2 separate regions of the Sus scrofa genome follow, and region 2 is linked to region 1. Evidence: chromatin contacts called from public HiChIP or PLAC-seq data. All regions are on one chromosome and are shown on one strand. Each heading gives the region's core, a stretch centred on a gene start, on an enhancer-like site or on the middle of the called end of the contact. The rest is flanking DNA. Distances are from core to core; before and after follow the strand shown. Region 1 holds the start of TRIM14 (tripartite motif-containing protein 14). Region 2 holds the start of CORO2A (coronin-2A).

Evidence for each region. HiChIP or PLAC-seq counts read pairs in DNA pulled down with a chosen protein or histone mark.
Region 2: a contact with region 1 is called in an H3K27ac HiChIP or PLAC-seq map of alveolar macrophages. The contact joins the promoter of CORO2A here to the promoter of TRIM14 in region 1. A contact is called at or near these places in 1 of 5 promoter capture datasets (liver), 2 of 47 Hi-C or Micro-C datasets (heart right ventricle and skeletal muscle) and 1 of 2 datasets of contacts at active chromatin or transcription factors (alveolar macrophages).

What each region holds. Positions count from the first base shown.
Region 1 is chr1:239,942,888-239,947,831 of Sscrofa11.1, reverse strand. It overlaps TRIM14 (tripartite motif-containing protein 14), which reads left to right and starts at 2,750. Exons shown (of 6, transcript XM_003122031.4): 1 at 2,750-3,120. The coding sequence starts at 2,905. CORO2A (coronin-2A) reads left to right here. Exons shown (of 12, transcript XM_005660267.3): 12 at 1-533.
Region 2 is chr1:239,998,950-240,003,893 of Sscrofa11.1, reverse strand. It overlaps CORO2A (coronin-2A), which reads left to right and starts at 2,930. Exons shown (of 12, transcript XM_005660267.3): 1 at 2,930-3,053. It overlaps TBC1D2 (TBC1 domain family member 2A), which reads left to right. Exons shown (of 16, transcript XM_021066519.1): 16 at 1-2,296.

The DNA.
Region 1 (4,944 bases), core at 1,501-4,000:
TTTCTTGTTTTGTTTTTTTTTTTTTTACATCTACAATAAATTATTTAAATTATTTCACAACAAGGGAGAGGGATAGGTAATTTTTATCAGATATTTTTTTAAGCCATTTTTTAAAATTACATTTTTGGTCTTGACTGATGAAGTGGAACTCGCCCAGCCTTTGCGGGGCCCTCAGGCTCAGGGCAAGCAGAATATGTACTCATCTCCTTACTCCATGCCCTAAGAGCCCCCTGCCTGTTGACTCAGGACCTTTCTGAGAATGAAGACAGCATTGGGAGATGAGCTTTGGGGTGTATCCACCTCAGCTCTACAATCATTGGGATTGTATCATAGAGGGAAGCGGGAAGTCAGAAATCGATCTATGCTTTTAATAAGAAACCGTGCCTGAAACAGTTTGATTGTTTTAATGTTGTTTCTGAAATTCCTTGTACCTTTGTAAAAAAAAAAAATAAAAGTGAAAATAAATAGATGTGGAATTGTGCAATGGAAAGAAGGTAACAAAATAATAAACAACATATGCCTAGACATTTTAATAGATGGAGCGTCCCTTGATTTGTTTCATAAATACCAGTGACAGGTTTCCCTCACTGTCTGAGAGGAGAGGGTTCTCATGAAACCTTTCACAAGTCAAACTGGAAGAAGCAATTACCTTATCACATCTTGCTAACAGATACACAAAATAAATCAAGATAACCCACAGATGCTCATAGACACAGTTCAAAGCTATGGCAGCTTGATGTTAAGATGCTGGGTGTAGTTCCTGGAGAAGGAATTTGCTGGGCCATGTTCACTGCTTGGGGTGCCACGGGGTGCATGCTGCCTCTGTAACGGCATGCTGCAAAATGAACACTGAATGTTCTTTTCTCTTTTTGTCTTTTTTTCATAAAGTGAAAATCTTCCTCAGATTTCTTTCTGTTAGTGAAAACAAGCACTAATGTAGGTCTTCGTAAAAGCAAGTTGGCATAAAGTGAACTTTTGAAAATACCTGTGAGGAACTACTTGTGTGGGTCAGAAACTTGGCTGTGAAACAGGAAAGTCGGACTTGGTTCCTGACCTCCAAAGAGTTTTCAGTTGTGGTCGGAAGGAAGGGGAGGGCCAGAGTAGGGGACACGCAGGCTGTTCTCGGAGAAGAAACAAGGGAGGCTTCCTGGAGAGGATACTTAGGCAGAAAGATGACAAATAAATAAGAGTAAATGCAGCAAAGGGCATTTGAAGAAAAGAGTGTCCCAAGGGGAGAAAACCACCTGCTCCCTGGTGAAACAAGCAAAGGATGGGGTATAGACAGGGCAGAGAGCAAGGGTATTAAGAGCCAAGGGCCAGGGAGTTCCCATCGTGGCTCAGAGGTTAACGAATCCAACTAGTATCCATGAGGACTCGGGTTTGATCCCTGGCCTCACTCAGTGGGTTAAGGATCTGGCATTGCCATGAGCTGTGGTATAGGTCGAAGATGAGGCTCGGATCTGGCGTGGTTGTGGCTGTGGCTGTGGCGAAGGCCCGCGGCTATAGTTCCGATTTGACCCCTAGCTCCTTTAAAAAAAAAAAAAAAAAAAAAGAGCCAAGGGCCTTGTAAGTGGGAGCCGAGACTTTTAGATTTATTGAGGTATGATGGACAAAAATTGCATATATTTAGGTTGTTGGTGATTTCTTCAAGTATACAATGTGATGATTTAATATATGAATACACCATGAAATAATTAACACAAATTAATTAACACATTCATTACCTCATAGTCATCAACATTTTTTTGCGTATGGTGAGAACATTTGAGATCCACTCTCAACACACTTCAAATTGTTGAACTGTACTAAATTACAGTATAGTATTACTAACTGTAGCCACCATGCTGTTCATTAGATCCCCAGAACTTAGGCATTCCATAACTGAAAGTCTGTACCCTTTCCCCGACCCCACCCTTTCCACCAGCTCCTGGCAAAAACCTTTCTACTCTGCTTCTATGAGGATAAATAGAAATCTTTTTTTAAAAAAGATTCCACATATTTAGATATCATACAGCATTTGTCTTTGGTTTATTTCACTTAGCATAATGCCTTCCAGGCTCATTCATTTTGAAAATGGCAGGATTTCCTCTTTTAAATCTGAATAACATTTCACTATATATCCATACACATACCATACCTTCTTTAACCATTGATAGACACTTTGGGTTGTTTCCATACCTTGTCAATTGTAGATAATGCTGCAATAAACATAGGAATGCAGATATCTGAGATACCGACTTCATATTCTTTAGATATACTCAGAAGTAGGATTGCTGGATCATGTGGTAGTTTTATTTTTAATTTTTGAGAAACCTCCATACCCTTTTCTTCAATGCCTGTACCAATTTACACTCTGAGAATGCCGAAGCTTTATGTGAGGGGAATTGGAGTTTCCAGAGTGTCTCTCACAATTGAGGAACGGTTATTTCTCTTGGGGAAAGGCCAAAAGAGAAAGAAGTAGGGAAAGTGAAAAGTGCAGATAAATGTGCAACATCCTGGAAGGCCAGAGCCAATTATGGTCCCTTCCAAAGGGCGGCAGTTTTCTGATCAGGACTGGACGAGTGTCACTGAACGAGGAAGCCCACCTCCTTCCAGTTAGCCCATTAGAAGTGAGCCCCCATTTGTGCTGTGGCTGCTTCCAGGCCAGACACAGAGCCAGGAGACCAGGCCTGAGCTCTTACTGCCCAGGCGAGCTTCAGCAGGAGAGCATCGTGATGTCAGGAGAGCATCGTGCTCTCAGGAGGGTGACGATACCGCGGCTGTTCTCCGACGTGCACGCAGCGCCCTGCCATCTGTCTCTCCCTGCCGGAACTGGGCCGGCCGGGAGTGCCCCGCCCCACCGCTCCGCTTTCGATTCCCCGCCGACCCTTTGCGGCTCGGCGGCAACCCCAAACTTGGGGGTGAATGGCGGGCGCAGCGGCGTTAAGCGGGACACCTGAGGGGCTCGGCCGGGGGGACCCTGAGGAAGCGCACGGCCGGCGCTGCCGCGAGCACGGCGACCGCGTGGCCGAGCTCTTCTGCCGCCGTTGCCGCCGCTGCGTGTGCGCGCTTTGCCCGGTGCTGGGCGCGCACCGCGGTCACCCGGTCTGCCTGGTGCTGGAGGAAGCGGCGCGCGTGCAGGTGGGGACGCGGGGGCGCGAGCCTGGGAGCAACGGGCGGGGAAGGGCGTGCCGGGTCCCCTGACAGTTCCCGGTAGGGCCCCCGAGGCGGCCCAGAGACTCTCTAGGCGACCGACCTGTTCAGAAAGAGAAACTGAAGCCCAAGGAAAGGCGGCAGTGAGCCAAGGCCATCTTTTAGCTTCAGAAAAAGGTGGGTTTGTGAGTGAGAACTTGATATCCCGAACCTCCTCCACCGCAGCGGGTCCACCACGCTGCCTTAGGGCTAGAAGAAAATCTGCCTTGTAGCAGATGAAAAAAATCCGTCCCACTTAGAAAACAGGCGTCTAGCCCCAGAAAGCCACACAAACACCTCCTCTGGTCTTGCCTCCTGGAATTCAGAGGGGCTGTGGACCGCCCCATGGCCCTGGGGAGAAGCCTCGATGGCCCTCTGCCTAAGCCGTTCTGCCCCTCCCCCTCCACGCCCGCTCCCTTCCACACTCATAACCGCAGGACGACCGCTTCACAGGAAGAGGAAGGTTCTGGAGGCAGAGACAGGTCTTGAACCCAGGACTGCCCGTTATGGGCCGATCTCACGTTGGAGCTCTCACCCATGCTTAATCCTAATAGTGGAAGGGGCTCTGGACTCTTGTTCCAGCCTTGTGGCCAAATTTGTCCCCTGACTCTGGTCAAATCCCTCCACCTCTCTGGGCTAGGCCTTTCTGTCACGTTGATTCTACCACTTCCACCTTCAGGAAGTCACCCATGATTAACTTAGCCTCACCCTGACCTATCCCCTGCACAGCAAGACTTAATGCCATCACATTGTGTCACCCTTGGAGCTCCAAGGTGCGAATGGGCTATGTGGGGCCCGATCTAGCAGGTGGAGTCCAGATTCAAGGCCTGCCTCTGCTTCCAAGGTCTTAATTTTTTCTTATCTAGAAAATGGCTATAATAATAATAAACTCTTCAAAATGCTGTTTTCAGGAGTTCCCATCATAGCTCAGTGGTTAACGAACCTGAGTAACATCCATGAGGAGGCAGGTTCAATCCCTGGCCTTGCTCAATGGGTTAAGGATCCATTGCTGTGGATGTTGCTGTGAGCTGTGGTTAGGTTGCAGACATGGCTCAGATCCTGTGTTGCTGTGGCTGTGGCCAGCAGCTACAGCTCCGATTTGACCCCTAGCGTGGGAACCTCCATGTGCCATGGGTTCGGCCCTAAAAAAGAAAAAAACAAAACAAAAAAACCCCAAACGCCACTGTTTTCAGAATTAACAAGGCTGCTTTCAGAAGTATGGCTTCTGGTTCTAAAAGGCATCCATATACCCACCCACTCACCTGTTTGTTCATTTGTCATCTATCTGCCCATTCATTCCTTCCTCAGACATCCATTCAGCACATACCTTGTACCATGAGTCAAGGAATAGAACAGTTCTCCCCTGACCTGGAGGAGTTCCTTGGCCGGTATTGGGAGAACAAACAGTCGCAATACAGTATGATAGGTATTGTAATTGGGAAGCCTGAGACAGGGGTCAGTGGGAGCCAAAGAGGCAGGGACAGGAAGCCCAGGAAGACTTCCTGGAGGAGGTGCCACTGGAACTGCCCATGAAAATTATAAATGGGGTTTTGCCAGGTACCTAGACAGGAAAAGCACCCTGTGTCTGGAGAGCACAGGCACCAGGAGGCTGGGTTGTCCTTGGCTGATGGACAGGAGCTGGACTTGAAGGCTTAGAAATCACGGGAAAGGATGTACTCCTGACAGTTGAGGCTATGGCTTATACTTGGGTTACTTGTATTTCCAAGCCCACCGCACTCTACTCCCCCATGTAGAATAAAACTGTGCACACAG
Region 2 (4,944 bases), core at 1,681-4,180, 56 kb before region 1:
CGGGGAAGACAAGAGGTCCAGCCTCCTGGAAATCCAGGAGGGTTAAAAGAGTTAACTCTGATACTGGCACAGAGTAAAGCACTGCAGATGGTGAGTGTCCCTCTCCTTCCTTCATCTCTCCTCTCTTCTTTTCTTCCCCCTTCTCCATCTTTCCCACACACACACCTAGGCAGAGGAGTAGCTCTGCCCAGGCTGGGTGTCTATCCCTGCTTCCCCTCCTCCAATAGGGGGAGAGGTGGTGCTCTGCAGCTGACCTAGCACAAAGTCACCTCTGAGTCCTACCTCACTGCATGACAAAATCACCTGAGTGCTGGACCCCACACTCAGAACCTATTGTTGGGCATGGGTGTTGTGATACACTGACATGGTTGGGCCCCACAGGCAATGAGGAATGACTGGTGAGGCCCCTAGCCCTGCAGCAAGGAGCTGGAGCCAGAGCTTGTCCCAGAGCACTCGCTCACTCCAGGCCAAGCTCAGTTTACAGATAAGGAGACAAGGCTCAGAGAGGTTAATTAACTTACCCAAAGTCACACAGCCACTGAGGGGTTAACTACAAAACCCAGGAGGGCTCCTCCAAGCTCACAGTGCCTTCTCTGAATCCTAGAACACCTCCCCCAAGAACCCAAGGGAAAGGGTAAGGCTGGCCTGTGGCTTCTTGAGTGGCATAGGGCCCGTAGGGATAGCTCTAGGCAAAGAAACCTGGAAGGATGAACCTCCACCTTACAGGGAGGCTGCAGCAGGGACTGGTGCGGGTGGGGTTGTACCCCGAGAATATATAGAGCTGCTGCTGCTCCTAGGTAGCTGCCCACTCTCCCTCTCCGTATCTTTTCCTAAAAGAGGTTTGGGGCCCACTCCCGGTGTCAGGTTCCTGGCTCCGCACCACAGCTGTTGCCCCCATCCCCAGGGGCCGCTGCTTTCCAGGGCTGGAGGATCTGATCCTTCACAGCCCCACCTCCATACCCTAGGGGATAGGCCCTCTGGCTCAAAGCATCCCTCTTCCAAACACTAGGTCTCTAGCAAGCTCAGGTCCATACTTCATCCTGGAGGGGAAAGGAAAGGAGTTACTCAGAAAACTGCCTGGGGAAATATCCCCAAAAACAAATGAACTCCTCAAAACAAGAGGGAGGGCCTGGAGGTTACTTTGGAAGATCCTCCCCCACCCTGAAGTGGGAGATAAAGCATACACTCCTATTGAACATCTAAGTTCAGGGTTCCCTCCCCCATATTCAGAATCTTACTTCCCAGGCACTCCTGCCCCTCCTTCTTTCTCAGCTCTGTCTGCCATGGGCACAGGACCACACGCACACGTTTTCGTCGCCCACTTGGCAGATTAAACAAAGCAGGCCATGTTGATACAGGAAGGTTTCCTGGCCCATCTCAATAAGCAATAAGGCCCAAAAGAAGGTGCCAGCAAATGGGCCCAACTCTGGGGCCAGACCTACTGTGTGGTTTCATAGCTAGGGAACTCTGGGCAGGTCATCCCCACTCTGGCTTCAGTTTCCCCATGTGTGCAATTCACATGGTCAGAGGTAGCCTTCATAAAATGAACCAGGATAACAGGAAAGGACAGGACAAGAGAATGAGGAACACACACGTGCAGGGAGCATCTCTAGGAAAGGTACCACCTTCTGTCTATTACAGAGGCTTCCAATGGTCTCCCCTCTGGCCCATTGGTCCTATGCCCATGTGGAACCAGAGAGGTCCCCAAACACAGTCCCAGCCGCCTATCATCATGGCAACTGCGGTGATGCATTTAAGGTGCCCAGAACAGTGCCCGGTTCTTCAGGAGTTGGGAAGATGCAGATATGAGGCTGGGAGGGAATGTCCACAAGGGTTCTGGGAAGCCTTCCTGGGGAAGGACATGGAAGGAAGAAATGAATCTGTTTAGACAGTAGACCATGATATGGGAAGAGAATTCCTGGCAGAGAGGACTGCGAACAAGGGCACAAAGATATGAGAGTGCAAATGGGTAGGAAATGCATACCATAGTTACTGGCTGAAGCCCTAGGTGAATTAAGACATTCGGGTGAATTAACACTTACTGAGCCAGGCACTGTTCTAGGCCCTGGAGATACACCACTGAACAAACAGTTGTTCTCATGAGAGACGGTGTGGTGGAGTGACTATAAGCTTGGGCTTGGGAGCCACACTGCCTAGGGTTGTACTGATACTGGTGTCATCTTAAGAAAGGTACTTAACCTCTGTGAACTTCAGATTTCTTATGTGTAAAATAGGTAAAAGCTAACCTAGTAGGTTTATGTGTCGATAAACTGCGGTGATGCATTTAAGGTGCCCAGAACAGTGCCCGGTTCTTCAGGAGTTGGGTGGTGATATTACAAAAAGGCTGGGCTTCCCCATCTCCGCCCCCACTGCCCAAGGCGGCAAGACTAAGCAGCAGCGCCCCCTCTTGGCTACCGATAGAAAGAAGGGCGTCCTCCCATACTCAGAGATCCTCCCTGCCCTCTTCCTCTCGACGTACCGGGAACCCCCAGGAATTACTCCAACAGCTCGGGTTCACCAAGCGCTACTCCTGTGGCCGTCTCTGAGTGCGCACATTACTGCGCCGGTAAATTAGATCGTCACTTCCAATTCTCAAACAACTCTGAAGCAGACACGGTTTGTTTCCACTCCACCTAAGGGTAAAGTGACCCTCCCGGAAGGATCGAATCCCTTGTCTCATACCACTCCGCGAGAAAGCGACGGGATGTGAAGGAAGGCAACCCCAGCCTCTACTCGGTCCCCGGGGAGCCCGCCCCATTCACTGCGGCGTGTGCGCGCCGCTGTGCGAGCCCTTTCTCTGTGCGAATGCGCGCCCCGAGACAAGCTCCGGGGTACCAGGAACGCGGCCCAAGGGCCGAGGAAGGAAGGGTGGCCTGGCGGACTCGCGGGCGGGGCTTGTGCTCGGCCCCGGCCCCTCCCACCGGCCCCTCCCGCTGGGCTGAGGGTGGGAGGAGGCGGCAGCGCTGGGCGCGGGGACTCGGCGGGCAGCGAGGAGCTCAGAACCAGAGCCAGACGCCGCCGCCGCTACCGCCACCTGCGCGGCCGTCATCAAGGTAGGGCGGTCCCGGGCCGCCGGGCTATGCCTTCCCCGTCTGCGCGATGTGCTCGTGCTGCGCCTCTGAGCTGCAACGCCTGGGGAGGGATGCTGGGGCTCGGCGCACCGCTGGGGACCTGGCGGGACGCGGGGAACCTGGCGTTCGACACCTCTGCGTGACCTTGCAAAAAGCACTGCTTCTCTCCAGGCCTCAGTTTCCCCATCGGGATAGCGGGCACAAGGATGGCCCCTTCGTCGCTGGGCTGTGGGGAGGGGCCGCCTCAAGCTCCAGGCTCCCGACGGCGCAGGGTCGGATGGGCACTGTCTGCACAGCCCACCCGCAGTGAGGGCTGCTCTTGCTGGGTGTGGCAAGCCGGTCCCGACAGTCCCCCCTAGTGGCCTGGGTGCCCCGCGGGACCCGTGTTGGGACTCTTCCCTCTCCTGGCTGGGTAACCTGCTGGGCCTCAGCTTCCCTGCACAGGAAACATTAATAGGCGACACCCCCAGGTCCCTGTCAAGCCAGCCTGGGCATGCAGGGTGGGGCAGTCAGAGTCTAAGCCTAGTCTTCCTCGCGGTCTGGGGCTGGAGGAGCCCTAGGTTGGAGGTGGTGGAGCCCTCTGGCACAGACTTGCCTGGACCAGACCCACGCAAGTACCTGGATTTAGGGCATGGTATGCAATGTCTCCCCACCAGGTGCTAACGCCCAAATCTAAGTCCCAGCCTGATGTGATATGGTTGGCTTGTCCATGCATAGACGGACCTAGAGGAGCTACAGTGCCAAGAGATGGTGTTTGGGTGGGGTCGGGTCTGGGACAGAGCAAATGTCTGAGAGACTGTGGCTCCAAGATTTCTGGGTAAAGACGACCTCTGGTGTCTGTCCTGGCCCCTTGGTAAGATCCCTCTGGACCATCTCACTGCCCCACTGCACACCCCTTATGATGGGAATCTCACTCGCTGTAAACAGAGCTAGAGTCTGCTAGTCCTGCTCTGGCACACAGACAACATCTGACCCCTCCATCCCCACCCCAGGGCAATTATCTGGTCCCTTAAATCAGTTCACCTCAGGGTTAAACAGCCCCAGATCCAGAGCTGTTTCTCCTGTCAGAGCCAAAGGGAGCAAAGGCAAGACAAGAGAGCTGAGGTGTCTGCCCTGGAGCAGTTAGTAGTCAGCCTGAGGCTTGTTCAGAACCCACCTTCATCAGGACTGGAATGTGTCCCCTGTACCTCTGGAAAGGTAGCTGCCTTAGAGGTCTGGAGTGAGAGGAGGAGCCAGAGGAGCCTCTCTCCAGCCCTTCCAGCCCAAGGGTCCCTGTCTTCTGTTGCCTGCTCTGATTGAAGGAGTAGTTTCTGAAAATCGAGCCTGGGCTTTCTCGATTGTACCCCCTCCTGACCTGCCCCTCACCTGGGAACTTTCCTACAGCCAAAAGAAGGGGCTGCCAGGATAGGTGATAAGCTCTGTGTCATCAGAGATGTGAGCAAAGGCTGGATGAGCACTTCCCAGGGTTACACTTGACTGTAAGTCTGGGACTCTTAAGGCCAAAATAGAGTAACCAGGGCCTTACCTTCTGGCCATGATGGAGCTGCACAACTTGAAGCTAGACCACAAATGAGTGTTATTATTCTCTCATAAAAGCAGGCTAAGTATATGTGCTATCACCCGAGCGTAGCTCCAATGCACAGGCTTAAGTGCTACCTATGTCTCCCATCATCACTACATGTGTATAATCTGGGCTCTTTTTTCCTGCTCTGCTAGTCCGAGCCATTTGGGCCTTGATTTAGAGGTATGGCAGATTGTGGTTATTAAAAAGTCATCCTGTGCCAATAATTAAAAAATGCACCATGAAATTATGGAATATCCAGCTAAAACAGATCTTAGGAAATCATCTCATCCAACCTCTTCATTTTACAGA